Regions from separate parts of the Mus musculus genome. Here all the other regions are linked to region 2. The links are chromatin contacts, called in public promoter capture Hi-C maps. All regions are on one chromosome and are shown on one strand. Each heading gives the region's core, a stretch centred on a gene start, on an enhancer-like site or on the middle of the called end of the contact. The rest is flanking DNA. Distances are from core to core; before and after follow the strand shown. Region 1 holds the start of Hspa2 (heat shock protein 2). Region 2 holds the start of Wdr89 (WD repeat domain 89). Region 3 has its middle 19 kb from the start of Esr2. Region 4 holds the start of Akap5 (A kinase (PRKA) anchor protein 5). Region 5 holds the start of Zbtb1 (zinc finger and BTB domain containing 1).

Region 1 (4,284 bases), core at 1,138-3,637, 730 kb before region 2:
CAATAATAGATCTTACTTGGCACAAGGACATTTAAAAGAAACCAAAACAAAAGGGAGAAAAGGAAAAAAAAAAAAAAAGAAAAAAGAAAAGAAAGGAAAAGAGGTTTACGCGGACTCCAGCGCAAGCCTAGTCCACTTCCTCGATGGTGGGCCCTCCAGAGGAGCCGCCGCCGCCTGGACCGCCTTGGTAAAGTTTGCTGATGATGGGGTTGCACACTCTCTCAAGCTCTTTCTGCTTGTGTTCGTACTCATCTTTCTCTGCCATCTGGTTTCGGTCAAGCCAGTTGATCACCTCCTGACACTTGTCGAGGATCTTGTTTTTGTCCTGCTCGCTAATCTTGCCCCTCAGTTTCTCGTCTTCCACGGTCTGCTTGATGTTGTAGGTATAGGACTCCACCGCATTTTTGGCTGCCACGCGATCGCGATTTGCTTCATCTTCCGATTTGTACCGCTCCGCCTCCTGCACCATCCGGTCAATGTCGTCTTTGCTCAGCCGACCCTTGTCGTTGGTTATGGTGATTTTATTTTCTTTACCGGTGCTCTTGTCGGCAGCAGTGACGTTAAGGATGCCGTTGGCATCGATGTCAAAGGTGACCTCGATCTGGGGGACCCCACGGGGTGCTGGGGGGATCCCAGTCAGGTCGAACTTGCCCAAGAGGTTATTGTCCTTGGTCATGGCCCGTTCGCCCTCGTACACTTGCACCAGCACGCTGCTCTGGTTGTCTGAGTAGGTAGTGAAGGTCTGCGTCTGCTTGGTGGGGATCGTGGTGTTTCTCTTGATGAGTGGGGTCATGACACCGCCAGCTGTTTCGATGCCGAGCGACAATGGAGTCACGTCGAGTAACAGCAGATCCTGCACATTTTCCGACTTGTCGCCGATGAGGATAGCCGCCTGCACAGCGGCGCCGTAGGCCACCGCCTCGTCGGGATTAATGCTCTTGTTCAGCTCCTTGCCGTTGAAGAAATCTTGCAGGAGCTTCTGGATCTTAGGGATGCGGGTTGAGCCGCCCACCAGCACTATCTCCTGGATCTGGCCCTTGTCTAGCTTGGCATCGCGCAGCGCCTTTTCCACCGGCTCCAGGGTCCCTCGGAAGAGATCGGCGTTGAGCTCCTCGAAGCGGGCGCGGGTGATGGACGTGTAGAAATCCACGCCCTCGTAGAGCGAGTCGATCTCTATGCTGGCCTGCGTGGACGAGCTCAGGGTGCGCTTAGCGCGCTCGCAGGCGGTGCGCAGCCGGCGCACAGCGCGCTTGTTGGGCCCAATGTCCTTCTTGTGTTTGCGCTTGAACTCCTCCGCCAGGTGGCTGACCATACGGTTGTCGAAGTCTTCGCCACCCAGGTGGGTATCGCCGGCCGTGGACTTCACCTCAAAGATGCCATCCTCGATGGTCAGGATGGACACATCGAAGGTGCCCCCGCCCAGGTCAAAGATGAGCACGTTCTTCTCGCCGCCCGCACAGCCCTTCTTATCCAGGCCGTAGGCGATGGCCGCTGCTGTGGGCTCATTGATGATGCGCAACACGTTGAGGCCGGTGATGGTGCCCGCATCCTTGGTGGCCTGGCGCTGCGAGTCGTTGAAATAGGCAGGAACAGTGATGACTGCGCTCTGCACCTTGCCCCCCAGGTAGGCTTCGGCGATCTCCTTCATCTTAGTGAGGACCATGGAAGAAATCTCCTCAGGGAAGAAGGTCTTCATCTCCCCTTTATATTCCACCTGCACTTTGGGCTTCCCACCTTCGCTCACCACTCGGAACGGCCAGTGCTTCATATCGGACTGCACTGTGGCGTCCTCGAACTTCCGTCCGATCAGCCGCTTGGCGTCGAAGATGGTGTTTGTGGGGTTCATGGCCACTTGGTTCTTGGCGGCGTCGCCGATGAGACGCTCGGTGTCAGTGAAGGCCACGTAGCTGGGGGTGGTGCGGTTACCCTGGTCGTTGGCGATGATCTCCACCTTGCCATGTTGGAATACCCCCACGCACGAGTAAGTGGTGCCCAGGTCGATGCCGATAGCCGGGCCGCGGGCAGACATCCTGACTGAAAAAACAGGCAAAGCAACGTTAGGACGAAAGCGTCAGGAGAGGCAAGCGCAAGCCGGGACCTGAGCCAACGGTCGCTTCTCACAACTCTCCACGAGCGCGACTAGCGTCTCCCGGAGACCTCTACGGGGCTTCTGGTTCTTATAGTCCCCTCCTCCCTGCCTGCTGGAAACTCTCAGAGCCAATCGGTCCCCGGGCCCGCCCGCTCCAACCCGTCCGGCGCTCCCACAGGCTTGCCTGGTCGGAGTGACCAGCCGGTGGTCCAACTGATATCTAGTTGGGTGAGGCGCTTGACGCCAGCCTTGGGCAGGGAGACCAAGGGGCGGCCGTTATGCAAATGAAGCCCCGCCCAGTGCCTCCAGCCGCTTTGGGGGCGTTAAGCTCGCGCCAGGGGAGCCAGTGTGAAAGCCCCCTTTCCCGTTCTCTTTGCCTTTTCTAAAGCGTGATTCGCTAACATCTTTCAGATTGGCGGGGCAGATGCCCAATGAGCAGCGCAGAATCCGAAGCGTGTGGCAGGGAGGCGCGGGGCGGGGCGCGCGGAGGCAGCACGGAAGGGGCGCTGGCCTCCGAAAGGGTTTCTGTACCGTTCGGTGTCGGGTGCCGCCACTGACTCGGCTCCCGGGGCCCGAATTCCTTCTAGGGCGGTTGCATCGAATACAGAACGGCTGGGATCGGTTCTCGCCTTCCCTGCCCCTGCTGTTCCTGTAGCGGGGACTGGGGCTGGGTGAGGGGCGGTTCCAGGGCGGGGACTGCGAAGTTGGGCGGGTACGAGTCAGTACCCCTCCCCCTTCCCAGCGCGTCTCAGAAAGTGCGCGACCGGGGAAGGATGCGGGGTGCTTACCCGGGAGGCGGGTGGCTTCCCGCGCAGCGCGAGCGGCTACGGCTCGCGAGCCGCCTCCGCCCAACTTTCTCCCTCGGCTTTCCTAGTTTATTTTCTTTCAGGCGCCCTAATGGGCGGTTTTGACTTCTTGGTGGCACTGCGTAATAAGCCAGTGTCACCCCTCTGACTCCCGTCCCCGCACGCGTGATCTTGTTAAGGAATTAGTCCTTTTGCGCGGAGTTCGGTTGAATGAGAAGAATAGGTTGGCAGCACAGACTTGTGAGAGGAAGTAGATGAAAAAGAGTCTTTGGCACTTGTTTAGCCGGAATCTGAGAATAATTTTGGAAAGTATTCTCTGGAACAAGGGGGTGGGCAGAAGCTGGCTCCTGTAAAAGGACTCCCTACAGGAAAACGGAGACCTGTAATGTAGAACGACCGCCTCGCCTTACGGATGGGAAGCTGAGGACAGTCGTCGCTGTAAAACTTTGACAGGTGCCCAATATGAGATGAAAAGAACAAGGGAAACGGGCCTAAGTCGTGTGATAAGGGGGTAAGCCAGTCCGGTGACAACAGAGGGCAGGGAGGGGCACACAGAGCCTGAGGGGAAAACATCAAAGCATCCCTGAGGAGGTGACATGCCTAACTCCTGCAAAGGAGAGTAAGAAAAGCATTCTTTATCGAGGTTGAGGTGGTGGAATGTGGGCGACGAGGAGGGCAGAAGAGTTCAGAATTGAAGATTAGAATCTGGATATGTTAAGCAACTTTTTGTGCTTTGGGGTGTTTGTTAGTTTGTTTGTTTTTGTCTTCGAAGCTCCAGGAAAGAAGCACCCCTCTGAAACTGGCCAGTAAGTCGTGTGAGACAGTGATGGAGAAGACAGTATGAGAAACATGAAAGTTTTCGTTGTCTAAAAGGTAATGTTGACAGAATTCAATAAAAAACTTTAAAAGAGCTTTTGATTAAAAAAAAAATTATCTGTGTGTGTGTATGCAATGTGGTGCAGAGGCCAGAATTAGAGACCCTAGAGCTAGAGTGACATTTGGTCCTGAGCCACCTGACACAGATGCTGGGAACTGAACCCAGGTCCTTTGGTGAAGCAGTAAGTGTGCTTACCCTCGGAGCCATCTCTCCAGCTCAGAGTTCTACAAAACTTAATCGGGAAAGTTTTAAAGATTCTTTCTATTCCTATATGTAATTTACAGTTTCAAAACCACGTTTGCCATTGGCAACTGCAGTTCTCTATTTTCCATGAAAGAAACTGAAGAAAAACTTGAAATAGGAAAGGATTAAAGAAAATATCAGACCATATGTGATAGTCTGTGCTTATATACCCAGCTCTGGGGAAATTCAGCGAAGAGGAAGAGAGGGGATGGAGCTGAAGGGATGGCTCAGCTAGGAAGGGGACTAACTACTCTTGCAGGGTCCTGGGT
Region 2 (3,993 bases), core at 25-2,524:
CCCCTAGGATGGCAAGCTCCCAACTCCAATTTCCCCCAGGAATTCCCTTTAGTAACTTCATAGATAAAGGTCCAGAAGGCAGTGGAAGCCAGCATCTCAGTGTTCAGGATATGAAAAGAGTATGTCAGTTCCCTAACCATTCTTAACCCACTGTAGGTCAGGACTCCTGGCTATGCCATGACACCAAGACCGATATTAATTAGAAACTGCAACTAATCAAACAATAATCTCTATCTCCAACTCTACTAGCTGTAAATGGGACCAACCTAAACTCACCTTGGGGGGATTTCCAGGGGAAGGATACCTTTTAACAGCACCAAGATATATCCCCTAGTTAGTTCCCCTTATTCAGATTCCTGTGGGTATACACAGCACGTTAATTTCACGAGTCCCAGCCGAATGTATTTCCAGGGACAATCTGGCTTGTTTGCATTATCGCTTAACCAAGTACGTATTTTCTGAATTGTTTACACTGGAAAACGCGGTCTCATGGTTGTTATACCACAGGTATTCATCTATAATGAAAAGAGGGTAGAGTCCACCTAAACTAGATTCAGGGCTTCTTGGTGTTCAAGGACAGAGCTCATTCCCCTATTGGTAGGGCCAGATGTCATGTCTCCACTACAGTTGGAACATCAGCCCTGTATCAAACTAAAGTTTAAAAGCAACATCAAAATAGGACAGATGAGACAGGACCTGACCATTATGGACTTCAATTCCCAGAGTTACCTGGGGCCGAGGCAAAACTACCTCCAGATTTTGTAATTGCGCTCCTGTCAACCTTGAGTCATAGCCATGCTGGAGTGAAGGCCGGATACTGCTCGTTCAAACCCGCCTGTATAGCTAGGCTTTGTGATCACGTGTGGTTATTTCAGATCCACGAAATCCTGCCTCAGCCCCACTCCTCTGGTCCGCGAAATAACTTTACACCCGAGTCCGAGGAAGCGGAAGAAGTGCTGGAAGAAACTGCAAAGCCACATCCGCATGAAAAGGCGGAATCGGTGACGATCTTGCCTTTTATTGGCCACACGTCCAGGAAGCTGGGTCCCAGGGACTTCCGTTAACCTGACCTAGAGGGAGGTGTTGTATGGCGTGGTCCGTAGACCGAGTTACGCATGCGCAGACCTTCTGCCCTCGTCCAATCGGAAGGTAGCAAGCAAAGGCGCGCGGCTCCCGCTTCAGAAGAGCCCGCTGGTTATGGTCCGGCCTCTGTGCTATGGACCAATCCGCTTCAGCTTCCTCTATATTTTTACCCAATCAGAGCCGGAGGGCGGAGTTCCAGCCGGCCGTGGGCAGAGCGTGCGTTTTCTCCAGCTCCAGTGTGGGGTTTGCTGCGGAGGTACTTTCTGCTGGGCAGGGCGGGCAGCTCTCTCGACCGGCGGCCACTGGGTGGCACGCGCGTGGAGAGCCCTGGGCGGGGAGCGCAGAAGGGGAGCGGGTGGTGTGAGAGGGAGCACGTGCATGCGCAGGGACCGCGTGGGTCTCTGTATGCCAGGATGTGGGGTCCATGCCACCCGAAGGTCTCTGCTTCAGTTTCGAGGAAGGGTGGGTAGGTCCCTGCTCGCTCTTGCCTGCCCTTCCTCTCACTCATCCCACACCCACCTCCTGGCTCCGGCCTTTTTCCACATCAAAAAGCAGATTTTTTCATTTGGTACGCGGAGCCAAGTCGTACAGTATGTGCTGTGATGCAGGCTACTAGGCTAAGTTCCTTACGTGTGTGGTGTCATCTAGGCCACACAGCTGTCCACCGAGCTAGGTGCTGGTCGGGTGTGGTGAAGCACACCGGGGATCCCAGTACTGACTGGGAGGGAGGTAGAGGCAAGAGGATCTCTTTGAGTTTCCAGCTAACCAGTGCTTCTTGGGAAAACTTTGTCATGCACACACACACACACACACACAAACCTAATTCACAACGAAAACCACCCAAGAGGCAGTGCTGGCAGCATCTTATTTTTGTGAAATGTCTCATTTAGGCTAACTCTGACAACTTAAATTGAGGGAATTCAGCTTCCACAAATGTAAAATTAAAGATAGTACAACTAGTAAAACGCTCCTGTTTTCTTTCCTAACTTGAAATTGTTTTAAAGCCGGGCAGTGGTGGCACACGCCTTTGATCCCAGCACTTGGGAGGCAGAGGCAGGCGGATTTCTGAGTTCGAGGCCAGCCTGGTCTACAGAGTGAGTTCCAGAACAGCCAGGGCTACACAGAGAAACCCTGTCTTGAAAAAACAAAAAAAGAAAAGGAAAGAAAAAAGAAATTATTTTAAAATCCTAAACAGTGTACCAGGAAACCAGTTAATTGGTTATTATCCAAGTAAGATGAACTGGTAGGAAGGCATCAGTCTAAAGGTCTACTTCCTAACTTTGCTTTGCAATCATCAGGTTGTTAAAAAGTGCATGGTCCGTGCCAAATTGCTTCTCAGTGTTGTGATAATTCAGTGAAGATGTGGACTTATAGTCTATGTTATTGGTATCAACCATACCTGTTTCTGCTTCTTGTTTAAAGACCACAAAATCATGCAGCCTAGTTAACAATGTAAGTGTGAGATACCTCTGTGTTGACTACTTACCCGCCTATCTTGGGGTCAGGACAGTACTATCTAGAGAGCAGAAGTGAGAAGTGTCTAGCTCGTCTTTTTACCTTAGATTTTATAGAACAGGGCAAAAGTAAGTCAGCCCCTGTGACTGTTGAGGTTTCTTTCGTGTCCACCTTTGTTTAAAATCTTGACTGTTTTCTGCAACTTTCAGGGTTGGTTGGTTTGGGTTGGTTGGTTGGTTTGGGGTTTTGGAGTCAGGGTTTCTGTGAGGTTCTGGTGGTCCTAGAGCTCACTTTGTAAACTAGGCTAGCCTTAAACTTAGAGAACTTGGTGTTCTCTCAAGTGCTGGAATTATAGGCTTTCACATCAACCGAACTGCACCTTCTATTTATTATAAATAGAACTGAAAACATTGTGTGTTTTGTGTGTGTGTATGTGTGTATCTTTCTTGTTGTTTTTGAGGCAGGGCTTCAACCTATGTAGCTTTGGCTGACCTAGAATTTAGGCTAGCTTTGAACTCACAGATCCACCTGCCTCTGCCTCCTGCATGTTGGGGTTAAAGGCCAGTGTCTCACATCCAGCTTAAGACATTGCTTTTTGTTGTTTTTTTGTTTTGTTTTTTGAGACAGGGTATCTCTGTATAGCCCTGGCTGTCCTGGAACTCACTTTGTAGACCAGGGTGGCCTTGAACTCAGAAATCCACCTGCCTCTGCCTCCCGAGTGCTGGGGTTAGCTTTTTGTTGTTATGGTTTTTTTTTTTTTTCTTTCCCACTCTTATGCTAAAAGAACAAACAAAACAGAAACCCTACATTTCTACATTTTCAGTGGTCTCTCTAAAACAAAAGACAATCAAGTGGAGAAAAGAAGAAAACCTCACAGTCTCATTGTACTTTAGTCTGGACTCAAGCTCAAATGTATTAGTTGGAATATATACAGTTCACTGCTAAGCTTTCTGTCTTTGAATATTTTATTACATTGTGTGTGTGTGTGTGTGTGTGTGTGTGAGAGAGAGAGAGAGAGAGAGACAGAGACAGAGACAGAGACAGACAGACATGGCACTGCAACTGTGGAGGTCAGAGGACAACTTGGAATTTGCTCTTTACTTCCCCCTTGTAGGTCCAGGGAATCAATTTTAGGTCAGATGAGCACTCCCACTGGCCCTGTTGTTTTTGAAACAGGCTCTTGCACAATACCCCAGGCTGTCCTGAATTCACCATTTACCTTAGGTTGGCCTCAAAACCAGTGCCTCAGCTTCACAAATGCTAGGATTATAAGCCATCATAGCTGAATATTACTAAAGTTTTGAAAGGGTTTATTAGTCTCAGATTCAGATGGCTGCTATAACAAATTACTACAGATGTAGTGACTTACGACTGAATGCATGTGGCACTGAAGAGATGGCTCAGGGACTAGGAATGGTTTCTGTACAGGGTATGGTGGTCTATGCCTTTAATCCC
Region 3 (3,984 bases), core at 625-3,124, 530 kb before region 2:
CACACACACACACACACACACACACACACACACACTTTGGGTGAAGTGGAAAACAGCTACACCACCTTTCTTTATTGCTATCAGCCTTTTTATAGCGTTTTAGACAAAAAGTTCTCTATGTAAGAAAGAATTACTTTATAGATAAAATGTTCCATAAAAAGGGAGTTTCAGAAAGGTATGAAGAACAAGTTCAAAGCAGTGTTTCCTTCTCTAAGCTCATTCTAAGTTCCAACAACAGGTTTTACATGGGCTTGCCTTATCGTGTGCACACCTGTGGCTTCATCCTTGGAACTGAAGGTTTCCTTGAACACAAAGTTGTCCCAAGCCTATATCTTTCTTTAGTGTAATTATGAAAGCTCACTGCATATCGTCTTATGCAGCATTTACTGACTAACCTGAGAGAAAAGTCCATTGCCCCGACCCCCACCCCCGAATAAATGGCTGGGGCATCCATCTAAGGCTGCAGCAGTGTGTGGATTGTTGACTCTGTATGAGGCGACTACAGAGAGCTCCAGAGAGGCTCCGTCCTCAAGCCCCAGGCAGACAGCTACAGCCAGGGGCAGCACCCCAGCCCAGAGCTGGGACTTGGGCAGCGCCAGGGTCGGATTCACTCAGCCTAGAGATGGACAGGGGACCCTGGAGTGCAACTGCCTGTACGGTAGTTTTTTTGTTTTTTGTTTTTGTTTTGTTTTGTTTTGTTTTGTTTTGTTTTGTTTTGTTTTGTTTTGTTTTGCAGAGACAGTGAGCTGATGTGGGTATCTATGCCCAAAGGAGCCTTTCTGTGTTCGCTTCCCCACATCCTCCTTGTCTACACAGGACACAGGACAGCCAGACCAGGTCTCCTGACTGCTTGCGCTGCAGGCTGCCTGAGATCAGTACACATGCTGCCAGCTACAACCCAAACAAAAGACAGAAAGCTGGCTCCAAAGCACAGAAGCCTTAGGTCTTTCCACAGTCAGCCCTTCCTCGCGAATAAAAGAATCACAGAGGACTGCAGTGTCCCGAATCAAACAGCAGAGGGAGACAGAGGTACAAAAAGCTCTGGATCATTGCTGAACGAACAGCTTGCTTCAAGGCTGGAGCTGCTTAGAATCTTAACATTATCTCAAGATAATAAATGTGACTTGGATCTCTGAGTTCTAATGATGGGGTTGTGGGCAGCTTCAATTACTCTGACAAAACACTTTCTGTAATTACAGGATCTTGTGGTACCAGAAGCACCTGAGCTAGAAGGCACAGCCCTGAGACATTGTATTCTGCTTCTGTTCTTTGGCGGTCATCGTAGGAGTCGTTAGGTTTTACAGCCAGGGGTTTCCCAAAATTCTCCTCCTTCACTGTCCGCTGGCCTTCAACTCTAAGTGTTCCCTTCCACATGGAGGGACCCTACCCAATGTCCTTGCCTGCGGGTCAGAAAACTCAAATGGCCATCTAGGCTAAGGCCACCTTCCTGCTCAGAATTTGCTTTCGGGTTGCTACAAAACTTGAGGTCCTGAAGATCCCAACAGTGCGGCAAAGCCAGTTTTACCCGACTTGAGCCTGCGCAGGCGGACTGCTCTTGTGTCCATCGAAGACCTGGCAACAAAACGTGCCTGGATTCCAGCCAATCAGGGTGTGGGGGTGGTGTCAGGGCGCTGCCCGGGCGGGGTGTTGGGCGGGGCAGAGTTGCGTGCCTGTTGGTCTCTGTCGCAGCAGGCAGGTGATTTCCCTGTCTTGGCTCCTGGCGGCTTCGCATTTTCTCTCAGATCAGCCAGACTGGGGTCTGACTCTAAATGCTGGGAAGTTTTCCAGAACCTTGCAGTGCTGGCTACAACTCTGCATGTGCTCCGTGTGCAAGGTTCCCCTAAGCTGTACGTGTACTCAGCTCTGCAAGCTGGCTTTAAACTCACAGAGATTGTTTTCCTTCCAAGGGCTGGCATTACAGGCTGTGCCACCATGCGCAGCTTATTACTTTTAAAAAATTCTTATTTTTATTTTACGTGTATATGTGAGTGTCTATATATTTGTGAGTGTTCCGTGTTGTGTGCCTGGTGCCTGTGGAGGCCAGAAAGTGTTGAGTCCCCTGGACCTGGACTTACAAGCAGCTGGGAACTGCTATGTGGGTGCTGGGAACTGAACCCTTGTCTTCTGCAGGAGCAGCCAGTGCTCACAACCTCTGAGCCATCTAGTATGTAGCCTAGGATGGCCTGGGAATTGGCTATGTAGACCAACTGGCCTCTAACTCACAGAGATCCGTGTACCTCTACCTCACCAGCTGTGCGTGTGTTTATCTTAAGTCATTTATTTACTCTATGTGTATATGTGGGTGCCTGCGTGTATGCATTTGCATGAGGTGCATGCAATGCCAAAGGAAATCAGAAGAGAGTATTGGATCCCTTGGGACTGGAGTGATAGGTAACGTTGTGAGCTACTGTGTGGGTGCTAGGGACCAAACGTGGGCTCTCTGAAAGAGCAGTGCATTCTCTTAATGGCAGACACCATGCAGGAAGAGCTCCAGTGGGCAAGTGAGCTTCCTGGAGATGACCCACCATTTGGCATGGCTGGGATGGGTGTACCTTGTCCCATGACTGCTTCTTGCTCCTGCTGTGCCTTCTCCTGTTTGTCCTTGCTGTACTCCCCCAGGGACGAGGCCATAAGTCTCAGTGCACACCATGGTAAGTAAAGTAAGGAGTGGGTAATTCTAATATGAGTGTAACAACATAAAATGGATAATTAGCTAGAGTTAAAAAATAAGACATAAGATAGATGGCCTGTTTATTGGTAAAAACTTTGTTAATTTAATGACTTTTAGAACTATTGCTTTGAACTTACAATGAATTTGTAAAGTAGAAGATAGCTAAAACTATTGCTTTTAATGAGTTTATGGAATAAAAAAAAATAGATAAAAGTACTGCCCTGGACTTACAATGAACTCGTAGAATAAAAGATTAAAAAATGTTTAGTTAGCAGTTTTAATGGAAAAACATGTAATCAGTTTAATTCCCAGCAACCACATGGTGGCTCACAACCATCTGTAATGGGATCCAATGCCCTCTTCTGGTGTGTGTCTGAAGACAGCTACAGGGTGCTCACATAAAATAAATAAGTCTTATGTAACCAAGAATCGTGCTGTAACTTCCTCTTATGTAACAATTTTGTTTCTGAATGAGGTAATTCTTCGTGGAGAACTTTGTCTTAGAGAATATAAAAGGACTAAAGGGGAAAAAAAAAAACTTTAGAGCTTGCTTGTTAGAGCTTTGCTCTATCCAACTGTATGTATGTATGTATGTATGTATGTATGTATGTATGTATGTATGTTTGTAAAATGGTTAGAGCTTTGCTCTACCCACCCAATGTGTGAGTATGTGTCTGTCAGTCTGTCTGTCTGCTATGTGTGGAGTTGTTGAAGCTTGCTTGTTGAAGCCTCTTTTGCTTCATCCACTAACTTTGTGTGTATAAGTGTGTGAATTCTTTCTTCCTTTCTTTTTTTTTCTTGCCATCCCCCAAAGAGTTAAAAGTGTTCAGAGTTTCTGAGAATCCTGGCCTCAGATAATTAAGTTTTGCTCCCATTAGCATTACTAGTGCTGACCCCATAGATTCCTTGCTACTATCAGCAGGGGTGTGTGTGTGTGTGTGTGTGTGTGTGTGTGTGTGTGTGTTAGGGGCAGGGTCACACCCATTGTCATCAGCATATCGCTGACTCCACACTCAGCTCCTGTAGTGTCTGAGCTGGCCTTCAGCATTTTAACTTGCTGTACCATCTCTTCAGCCTCTGCTTTTACTCTTAATTCTGTGTCTATGGGATGGAATGTGCATGTGCATGCATGTGCATGCAGTGTCCTTGAAGAGGCCAGAAGGTGCTTGATCCTCAGGTACCCTGAAGTTGGAGTTACAGGCAATTTTCCAGCTGCCTGATATGGGTGGTGTGAATCCAACTTAGGTCCTCTGCAAAAACAGTCTCTGTTCTTAACCTCTAAGTCACCTCTCCATACCTTGTATTTTTATTAT
Region 4 (4,538 bases), core at 1,553-4,052, 660 kb before region 2:
GCTGTTTCTGTGACTTCTTCAGGACACGAACGCCTTGTTTATCTGAGCCTCACGGTGTCTTCTTTTAATTTACTCTTTGAATGAAAGCACTTTCCTGGCTCAACTTCTTCTTTATTTGAAGCCCAACCTGATGAGAGAAAAAAGTAGGGTTTATTTCAGGGTATTTATTTTATTACGTTATTTTGTTTGGTTTTTCCAGACAAGGTTTCTCTGTGTAGCCCTGGCTGTCCTGGAACTCACCCTGTAGATGAGGTTGGCCTCAAACTCAGAGATGCACCTGCCTCTGCCTCCCAAGTGCTGAGATTAAAGGCGTTCGCCACCACTGCCTGGAGGAAGCCTATTATTTTTAATATAAACTGTATCATATGGTGCATGCATTCCACAGAAAGTACATACTACAACAACTTAGGGCTAAAAAGCGAGGCTTGGTTTTACCCTATCAAAAAGATTTGAGTGTGAACTCATTTTGCTCAGATTTTGTTTGAGGTCACTCTGCTAGTGTGCCCAGTTATCTTCTCCAAGAATTGTTTATGGTCCCATATGGAAAGTTTAGCAAATAACAAGAAAAGAGAGGGCAGTGTGGTAGGGAAGCCTGAGTACTGTCTCATCACATACCACGAAGAACGCTGGTACTACGAGGGACATGGGAGATGGCTCACGATGAATTAATGATCAACGTGAGCTCCCAGTGGGCAGCTAGAGCTTGCAGAAAGCCTTCAGCTAGATGAGGACCTAGCCAGAGTTAGAAGTAGAAAATCTGACTCTCTGGTGTTCGTTCTATTGTAGCATAAGGTTTCTGTTCTAAAAATGTACATACATTTCACCAAGGAGGCGCTACTTTCCATACATACTCTCAGAAAAAAAAAAAATCTAGCATCGCTGTCATTCTCTACTCTTAAAAGTCGTTGTGTAACTTTGACATCTTCAGTGAAGTGCCTGCTACTCATGTTTCCCCACTGTAACTGCACACAGCTGGAGGTAAGTTAGTGACGGTTCCAGCCAACGTCGGTTGCGCGACTCCCGTGTACGAGGCAGCAGCGCTGAGCACTTTCACATACATCTCTAACCTGCACCGCAGTGTTGCAGAGTGAGGAGGTGGTGATATCTCCATCTGCAGTTAAGCAGTCTGCCTGCCTGAGACTACAAAGCTTGTCGGTGGCAACAGCGCTCAGATTTAACCCAAGACTGCCTGTTTCTGAACTGCGTTCTTTCACTGCGCCTCGAGGTCCAAGAGAAAGTAAATTGCTTTAAAATGCTAATCTGAGGCTGCTTGTGACCACGCGTGACTGTAATTCCAGCAAGTGGGAGGTGGAGGCAGGAGTCTCAATCAAGGCCATCCACAGAGCTACATAGTAGAGTTGAAGACAGCACCAGCTACGTGAGACCCTGTCTCAGAAAAACATGTAAAACTAAACTGACACATAGCTTAGTGACAGAACATTGGCCTAACGTGCCACAAGATTCTGGGTTTGAGCCCCAGTGCCACCAAAAAAAGTAATAGTCCACAGAATGGCAAGGCTTAAGGAATGAGGACCTGGAATGACTAGCTAACAACAGCTCCGTGCATTTTAGGTGCTGAGCCCTGAGTTAGGCGCAGGGGAGCCTTTCATGCATATTCTTCACAGAGCTTTCACTTGGGTACCAGTTCCCAATTCTCTGTAGAACTGGAACCCTGAAAAACCGTTTTAAGAGCTAAGGCTTTTCTTTTGTTTTTTTAAGGGTAAGTATTGAAAGCTTCATCTTTCTACAAAGAAACATAAAATTCTAGAATGATGGGACCAGTATAACATTTGCAGTCTCTCCTCACACACCCTAGCACTAGAACTAGAACCCAGTCTTAATGGCTTCCACGTCTTCTTTCCCTGAGCCTCCAGCGCTCTAGAGATCATTCCTTCTAAGTGTGTGTATTAATAGAAGAAATATTCAAATGAGATTATATTCCGGAAAGTCTCTGAAACTAACCTAAATGGCCTAGATGGTTGCACGAGAGGTTTCTTTTAATGTACATCACTGTAGAGATCAACACCCCAACAAGTGTAGGCGAGGCAGGGAAAGGATGCAGCCTGCAGGCATTAAAACTTTGCAGAGTGTTAAGACTGCAAATGATTCACCTTTACCTTCGAGAGGACCATTATTGTCTTGGAAACCTTAAAGTCCCTGCTGTCCTTTCCTGGCAGAATCTCCTGTCCAAGACCACAGAAAACAACCACCACCCTTCTCCCCTTGAGCAACAGAGAGCAACCACTATCTGAACAGAGCAAGGAACCCTTCCCAGCACTAGACACGAACCGCGAAGCTTCCTCCTGGAGGAAGGATTCTCCAAGCTTGACGCCCCTATGGCAGGAGACAGAGCTCAGGATAAAGTGCTCAGAAAGGAAAATACCGGGGGCGTGGAATAGATAGCCCAGCTTCAAGCTATCTGCAGAACTATCATAGCCCGGAGCCGAAAATCACAGTTCCCCAGAAAACCCCTAAAGGAAAAGGGTTAGGTAGGCAGCCGGTGCCAAAGCAGCAGCTGCAACTCGTGCGAAGCGAGCGGGCGGCAGAACAGCCCAGGGTCACCCACCTGGAGCCGTCTGAGGATCGGCGACCTTGCAGTCGTGTCCCTCACAATCTGGTGACCAGGACCCGGGGTCTGCCGCCGTTACCAGGGCTCAGTGCACCAGATTCTGACCCAGAGCCTCTAGTCTTGCCTCTACTTACCCAGATCGTCGCGGTCTCTGGCCAGCTCTGCTCCCGAGGTCGAGGAGCACGGGCCCAAACAACGGAGAGCCCCGGAGACCGCGGAGCGCGCAGCCCTCTGCAGAGGGACCGCAGCCGCGCGCCCCCTCCCCAGCGCGGAGAGAGACAGCTGGTCGCGCCAATGCGCGTGGAGCAGTGGGGCGGGGCTAGGGCCGGGGGCGGGGTGAACTCAGCCAGCCACCTGCCAGCCGACTGCCCAGCGGCCTGGGAGAGACCTCCGTGCTCCCGCCCCGGACGCATCACCGCTGCATAAAGACATCAGGACCAGGGTGGAGGGACCACTAAAGCAAAGCAGGAGGACTGCAAGAGGGTAGAAACCCCTCATTTCCTGAGACGCACATCCGTAAAAACCTTGTTTGAATTTATAAGGCTCCCACCGTGAATCCCCCCTGGAACATTAAAGACAAGGTAGAAAGCATATCTACAGATAAAGATTGATGGGAAAGATGGCTCAGCGGTGAACAGCACGTATTTCTCTTCCAGGGGGTTTAAGATCGATCCCCATACACCCACATTAGGCGGCTCACAACCACCTGTAACCAGCCCTAGCTGGATCTTTTGCAAAAACAAAATTAAAAAGCAAGATTCATAACAGTACAGAGACAATAAGGGGCCGGGGGAGGATTTTATTTTATTTATTTTGTCGAGACAGGGTTTGTCTGTGTAGCCTTGCTTGTCCTGGGACTCACTCTGTAGACCAGGCTGGCCTTAAACTCACAGGGATCCACCTGTCTCTGCCTCCAGAGTACTGGGATTAAAGGCCTGTGCCACCATCCACTGGCAGACATTTTATTTGTGTAGCTCTGTACGACCGACCTGAAACTCATTGTGAACCAGCCTGGTATTGAACTCACTGAGATTCACCCACCTCCACCTCAGAAGCTGCACCTGGCTATGGAGAAAATTATATATATATGGTGAGAAACAGAAATAAACTCACTAAACAGAACCTCAACCTGGTACTGGTACAGTCCTCACTCTGGAACAGGAAGGTGTCAGCTCAGGTGGGAACCAGCACAAATATGGCTCTGTGCACACAAAGGTGTGGCCTCCCCAGCTCAGGGCCTGTGGCTTTGGGATGTTTTCAAGCTGAGACCCTGTAAGTCACACACACACTCTGACAGGCTTGTTTCACCATGTCCAAACCTCAGGCTCTGTGCACACCAGGCAAATACCCTTTGCTCCAAATGGGGCTGGAATAGTGAGCACCCTCATCTCCGTCCCCACTTGAGAGGAACAAGGTAAGCAGACCCCAAGGGATGTCCTAAAGGAAACAGTAATCCAGCCGCGGTTCTGATATGAGATGTCACATGGGCCATGTTCTGTGCTCACCTGTCAGCATGGATGTGGTACTCCAGCAGGCCTCAGCCTCCTCCAGGGCTCCTCCTAGCACAGAGCTCGAAAGCCCCAGGGACGCGGAAGAACAAGACCCTGTCCCCTTTCTTAAGTGGACCATGACCTTTGAGAGGTCAATATCAGATGTCCACTTGGGGATGGTTTTTCAAGGAATATATTTTACCTTCCTCAGACTCTCTAGTCTAGATTTACTCCAACCAGACCTGATAAGGAATAAACTCTTAAGGCACAAAACAGACCGGGAGGACCCAGATTCAACTCCCAGCACCCACATGGCAGCTCATAACTGTCTCTGACTTTTTTCCATGGAATATGACTCCCTCACACATGCAGGCAAAACACCAATGTACATAAAAGAAAAATAATTTTAAAAAGAGAGTTCTTGATTTGCAGAGAATCAGAGTTCAATTCCCAGCGCACATTTCAGTTCTCTATAACTG
Region 5 (4,241 bases), core at 384-2,883, 700 kb before region 2:
AAGAAACCCCATGCAGCTACCAATGCCACTCAGTATTACTGAGACTTTAGGGGATAGTGATTCAAAAGGGAAGTTTTACAGTTCTAGGCAACTGACCATCCATCCATCATTTGGGCTTCAGCCTCTTGTACCTTCATTCTTTCCATTTCTCCAGATCATATCCATTTGAGGTGACAAAATTCCAGAGAACCTATTTTATACCTTTTAAAAAACATGGTTGCTTTAAAACAGTCATAAGAACTACATCGATTTCCCCAGTCGACTTCAGGGTGCCTCAAACTTCGGCTCAAGAAATTCTAAGTGGTCTTGGAAAGCCTCAGAACAAGCCTATCACCCCAAAATTTAGGATTTCCTGAGGCAGGAGAATTATATCCAAGCGATCCTGGGCTACCTAGCCAGACCTTGTCTCAAAACGGGGTGGGGGTCGGGGGGAAATGCTTGGAACGCTTTGTGGATTCCAGTGTCAAAGGGGAAAATGTTGCCGCAGCGATTCATACTGTACGGAAATACAGTCTGACCAGTGGAGAATCTACATGTACCGTCACAGCGACATTCGATTTGGGAACATGATCACACACATACAAAACCCTATCCCCAGAAAACAAGGACTTTCATTAACCTGTTCTAGACCCGTCCGAGTTGGAAAATGTCTTGTCAAGCCCTCAGATCACGTGGACGAGTGGCTAAGGTGGAAAGGGAGCCTGGGAGCGGCGGCTGAGCCCAGATCCACGCCTGCACGCTTCAGCAGCAAGGACTCCAGATCGCCACCCAACTAGCTCACCGCCTCCACCAGAACTTCTACTTGTAAGCGCCCACCACTGGAGGCAAAAAGCACTTTCTTCTCGGGACTCGGGGGGCGGGGGGGAGGATCTCGTACACAGAAAACCCCCCAAACCCCCGAGACCTACCACTTTGGACCCGAACAAAAAGCGTGTGTGCTGAGGAGCGGGGGTGGGAAAGAGCGAAGCAGGAATCCGCGCGGCCCAGCCGCCTCCTCCCTCGGAGCGCGCCCAAGTCTGCGGCCTCCGGCTCCGGGACGCTCCCCTCCCACCGGCCGCCCAGCCGCAGCTGGAAGTTAGCGAAGCGCGCTCTGGGCCCGTCAATCAAGCGCGGCCTCCCGCCTCCACCTCCCCTCCCCCCACCCCCCCAGCACAAAATAAAATAAAGGGAAAAGAAGTAATTTGGGAAGTCGTCTGGAGAGGGGATTCGTCCGGAACCCGGAGAGGCCGCGCGCACCGGACTGACGGCCGGCCCCGAGCGAAGCCGCTCGGCAGACCCCCGCCACCGGCTCCTCGCCGCGCGCTTTCCACGCTCCGGCTCCCCGCACCGGTCGGCGCCGCCTCGGCCACGCACTCCGCCAGGCCCGTGGCCCAGCTTCGGCCAAAGTTGCGCAAATGGCCCCGACGACTGGCAGCTACTCACCGGGCGCGGTGGGACGCGCGGCTGCGGAGGTTTTATGGAGTTGAGGGCAGCGGAGCCGCTGGGAAGGCGGGCGGAGGCGAGGGGCTGCGGGCTGCAGTTGACGGCGCGCGGCGCTCGGCTGGGCTGCGCCGAGACACTCCGGGCTCTGCCAGGGACTGCGCTGCAACAAAGGACTTCCGCTGCCGCACAGCCGCGCCTGCCGCACCGCACTGAGCCGGCCCCGCTTACGCGGCGACTCCGGGTCTGCCCACCAGTTCGCGGCGGCGTCCGCCAGCCTTCCCCTCCCTCTCGCCCGCCCACCCACTCCGCCGCTGGCGGCTAGGGGCACCCGCGGTCGCCTGTTGGTTGCAACAAGTTTCTGCGTCGGGCCGGGGAGGCTGGCACTGCCCGCAGCGCGGGCGCCCGGGCGGCGGCGGCTGGAGCAGCACTGTCGCCCCTCTCCCCGGAGTCGGCTTGGCCCTCCTCCTGTTTGCACAGCTGGACGCCACTGGGATCCTCCCGACTCCCCCAGGGCTGGATGCCGATCGCCCTCTACCCAGATGTCAGACCCCTGTCCCGCAGGGCCCCGCAGTTGGACCCGCCCCCGCGCTCCACCCTGGACGCCTGGAGGGGGGGGTGACACTCTCGTCCCGTCCAGCCTAAAGCCTGTCCGCTCGGGGTCCTCCGTGCCCCCCGACTCCTCTTCGCGTGGGCCCGCCAGCCTCGGGCCTGAGTCACTTCCCCCGCCATGCCCCGCCCGGCCCGCCTCCCTCCCTGGCTCCCGCCGCATGTGGCTGCCTGCCCCGCGCCCTCGTCCCCCTCCCGCGCCAGACGCCGGTGCATCCTTGCCCGTCCCCACCCAGGGCCGAGGGGGCACCCGTGGTTTTTTTTTGTTTTTTGGGTTTTTTTTTTTTTTTTTTTTTTGCACACGCCGGGGAAAGTTCCCAGGTCACGCCAAGACGTGTGGGGAGCCAGTGACGCTCGAACTTGTCCCCACACTTCCGCCTCCAGTCACGACTGGGGACCGTGGCAGAGGCGCGCCCGGAGCGCGGGGCCGACCCCCGCCTTGGCCACTCGGGCGGGCAGGCAGGCGCGCGCGCACGCACGCACGCACGCAGGCAGGCACGCACACTAGCCGGGGTGCCGCTCGCTTCCCGGCAGTCCGGTCACGTGGGCCGGGCGCGGGAAGCCGCGCGAGAGCAGCCCGCCGGGTGCGTGAGCGGGCGCAGCCGCGTGGTGTGCGCCGCGCGGGAGCCCGCCCCTCCCGCACAGAGAAGCCCGCCCGCCAGTCCGCCGCCGCGGCGGAGTCTGGGTAAGCAACGCGGCCCTGCCCCTGTGGGCTGCTCCGGGCTCAGTCCCTCCCGCCGCGAGCCGCCCGGGCGGCGGCTGCAGCTGCACCCGTCGCGGGACAGATGCAAGTAGCCGGGGAGAGGGGTGCTGTTTTTGGTCCGTTGGAGATGTCAGTCAGGGCCCAAGGAGGACATTAGCAACGGCGAGCGAGTGCTGGGCGCGCGGAGCCGCCCCTGGCCGTGGGCCGCCGGGGCCTAACGCGGGCGGGATGGCGCGCGCGATTGCCGCACAGCCTTAGAGCCCATTCCCGCTGCGGGCCGGGCTCCGAGCGGGCGCAGAAGCCTCAATCCGTCTGTGTCAGCCGGGTCCTGGGCGGCCGCGTCAGGCCTCCAGGCTCTAGCAAGTGGGCGGGTGTCCAGATCGGGCTGCGCAGCCCTCACTCTCCCCTCCCCCATCCAGTTTGTGAGTACCTAGCATCTAGGGCAAGTAGCCCCCTACCCTAATAATTAATTTTTCTCTTAGCCCAGTGGTTTTTCATTTTGAATTCTGGCCCCCATCTTATATCATCGTCTCCCTAGCACTCATTTGGAGGAATCAAGCCGTTATCAGTTGCTTAGGTAACGCACTGCGCTGTACCTGGAACCTGATAGCAGCTAGTGTTGTGTGTTTTATAAATTAACTCCCATCTCCCTCTAAGGGATTAAAGTTGGCCTTCTTCCTCGAGGGACTCCAGCAAGTCCTTCAAAAGCTGCAGAGCTGTCGATTGACAGAATTGAAGTACATCTTAGAATCAGAGTTTTTCAGCTGAAAAGGACCTTAAATATCGAGTCCATCCCTCATTTCACAGCTAACACCCGGCCTAAGAAGCAGAGTGTTGCCCGATCAAAGTTTCTGCACCTTTCATAATTAGCCTCAGGACTGCAGTGCCAGTTTATCCTGCTTTGGACAGTGTATACTCCAGAAGTGATTAAAATTACATCAGGTTTACAGGACTTCTCAAGTTGATAGCCCAGGCTAGTGTAGAAGTAGCAATGGATCTTAGGTCGGGCTCTCACTCGCAGGAACTAAGAGTGTATGCCCCCTGGTCTGGCCACGTGTCTCGGCCTTAGGTTTAGGCATCATTCTTGAAGCAACCTAGATATAGGTACATAGCCACTGCCTGACTTGGGGGTGGGATGAGTAGGTGTGAAATAGTCAAGATGGCTGGGATTCAGTTAGGGAGCAATGAGACATCCTGGGTGGTCAGCAAGAAGACCCCCACCTACCCCACCACACACTAGACTGTCATGCCCAGTACTATAATAAGCTGTAAGGAGTTTCCAGTCAGGTTTAGTTTTGTGTGCTAACCTTTGCCGGCAGTTTTAATAACTGAATTCCCTAAAAGGGTAGTATTGTCTTGTTATAAATATGTTTTAAGTCGGCAGAAGTGAGTGAGCCAGAGAGGTATACCTGACTGTGGTGACAAGAGTAGTTGGCAAAGGAATGTGAGTCTCAATCACTTATCTTCCAAGCCTAGTCAGTGCTCTTTCGCATTACATCTTGCTCCCCAG

The links. Promoter capture Hi-C pulls out the DNA fragments that hold promoters and counts their contacts.
Region 1: a promoter capture Hi-C map of pre-B cells shows a contact between it and region 2, with 2.4 times the contacts expected there. The contact joins the promoter of Hspa2 here to the promoter of Wdr89 in region 2. A contact is called at or near these places in 2 of 39 promoter capture datasets (liver and pre-B cells), 2 of 484 Hi-C or Micro-C datasets (CD4 T cells and regulatory T cells) and 1 of 115 datasets of contacts at active chromatin or transcription factors (memory CD8 T cells).
Region 3: a promoter capture Hi-C map of embryonic stem cells shows a contact between it and region 2, with 2.4 times the contacts expected there. The contact joins the enhancer-like site here to the promoter of Wdr89 in region 2. A contact is called at or near these places in 6 of 39 promoter capture datasets (the 3T3-L1 cell line, 3T3-L1-derived adipocytes, embryonic stem cells and 2 more), 3 of 484 Hi-C or Micro-C datasets (LSK cells, cerebral cortex and cortical neurons), 5 of 115 datasets of contacts at active chromatin or transcription factors (embryonic stem cells, kidney, memory CD8 T cells and 1 more) and 1 of 9 other capture datasets (liver).
Region 4: a promoter capture Hi-C map of pre-B cells shows a contact between it and region 2, with 2.3 times the contacts expected there. The contact joins the promoter of Akap5 here to the promoter of Wdr89 in region 2. A contact is called at or near these places in 3 of 39 promoter capture datasets (hippocampal neurons, liver and pre-B cells) and 1 of 115 datasets of contacts at active chromatin or transcription factors (extraembryonic endoderm stem cells).
Region 5: a promoter capture Hi-C map of pre-B cells shows a contact between it and region 2, with 2.4 times the contacts expected there. The contact joins the promoter of Zbtb1 here to the promoter of Wdr89 in region 2. A contact is called at or near these places in 3 of 39 promoter capture datasets (the C10 cell line, liver and pre-B cells), 3 of 484 Hi-C or Micro-C datasets (CD4 T cells, LSK cells and embryonic stem cells) and 4 of 115 datasets of contacts at active chromatin or transcription factors (bone marrow-derived macrophages, effector CD8 T cells, memory CD8 T cells and 1 more).

Annotation. Positions count from the first base shown.
Region 1 is chr12:76,402,279-76,406,562 of GRCm38.p6, reverse strand. Hspa2 (heat shock protein 2) reads right to left here and starts at 2,387. Exons shown (of 2, transcript NM_001002012.1): 1 at 2,274-2,387; 2 at 1-2,034. The coding sequence starts at 2,029. The coding sequence ends at 128. It overlaps 4930426I24Rik (RIKEN cDNA 4930426I24 gene), which reads left to right and starts at 2,569. Exons shown (of 4, transcript NR_166810.1): 1 at 2,569-3,406; 2 at 3,668-3,768.
Region 2 is chr12:75,666,818-75,670,810 of GRCm38.p6, reverse strand. It overlaps Wdr89 (WD repeat domain 89), which reads left to right and starts at 1,274. Exons shown (of 2, transcript NM_028203.1): 1 at 1,274-1,339. Gm34717 (a long non-coding RNA gene) reads right to left here and starts at 1,086. Exons shown (of 3, transcript XR_381697.2): 1 at 730-1,086.
Region 3 is chr12:76,193,836-76,197,819 of GRCm38.p6, reverse strand. No RefSeq gene overlaps it. Among named protein-coding and RNA genes, the nearest start is that of Esr2, 19 kb to the right of the region's middle. Within about 2 kb of position 1,874, at least 232 of the 459 cell types and tissues checked have an H3K27ac peak or open chromatin away from gene starts, as enhancers often do. A contact at or near this core is called in cerebral cortex, embryonic stem cells, hippocampal neurons and 2 more, where this site is marked.
Region 4 is chr12:76,323,155-76,327,692 of GRCm38.p6, reverse strand. It overlaps Akap5 (A kinase (PRKA) anchor protein 5), which reads right to left and starts at 2,802. Exons shown (of 2, transcript NM_001101471.1): 1 at 2,704-2,802; 2 at 1-127. It overlaps Gm40443 (a long non-coding RNA gene), which reads left to right and starts at 4,529. Exons shown (of 3, transcript XR_001780628.2): 1 at 4,529-4,538.
Region 5 is chr12:76,367,912-76,372,152 of GRCm38.p6, reverse strand. It overlaps Zbtb1 (zinc finger and BTB domain containing 1), which reads right to left and starts at 1,633. Exons shown (of 2, transcript NM_178744.3): 1 at 1,423-1,633. It overlaps Zbtb25 (zinc finger and BTB domain containing 25), which reads left to right and starts at 2,593. Exons shown (of 3, transcript NM_028356.2): 1 at 2,593-2,713.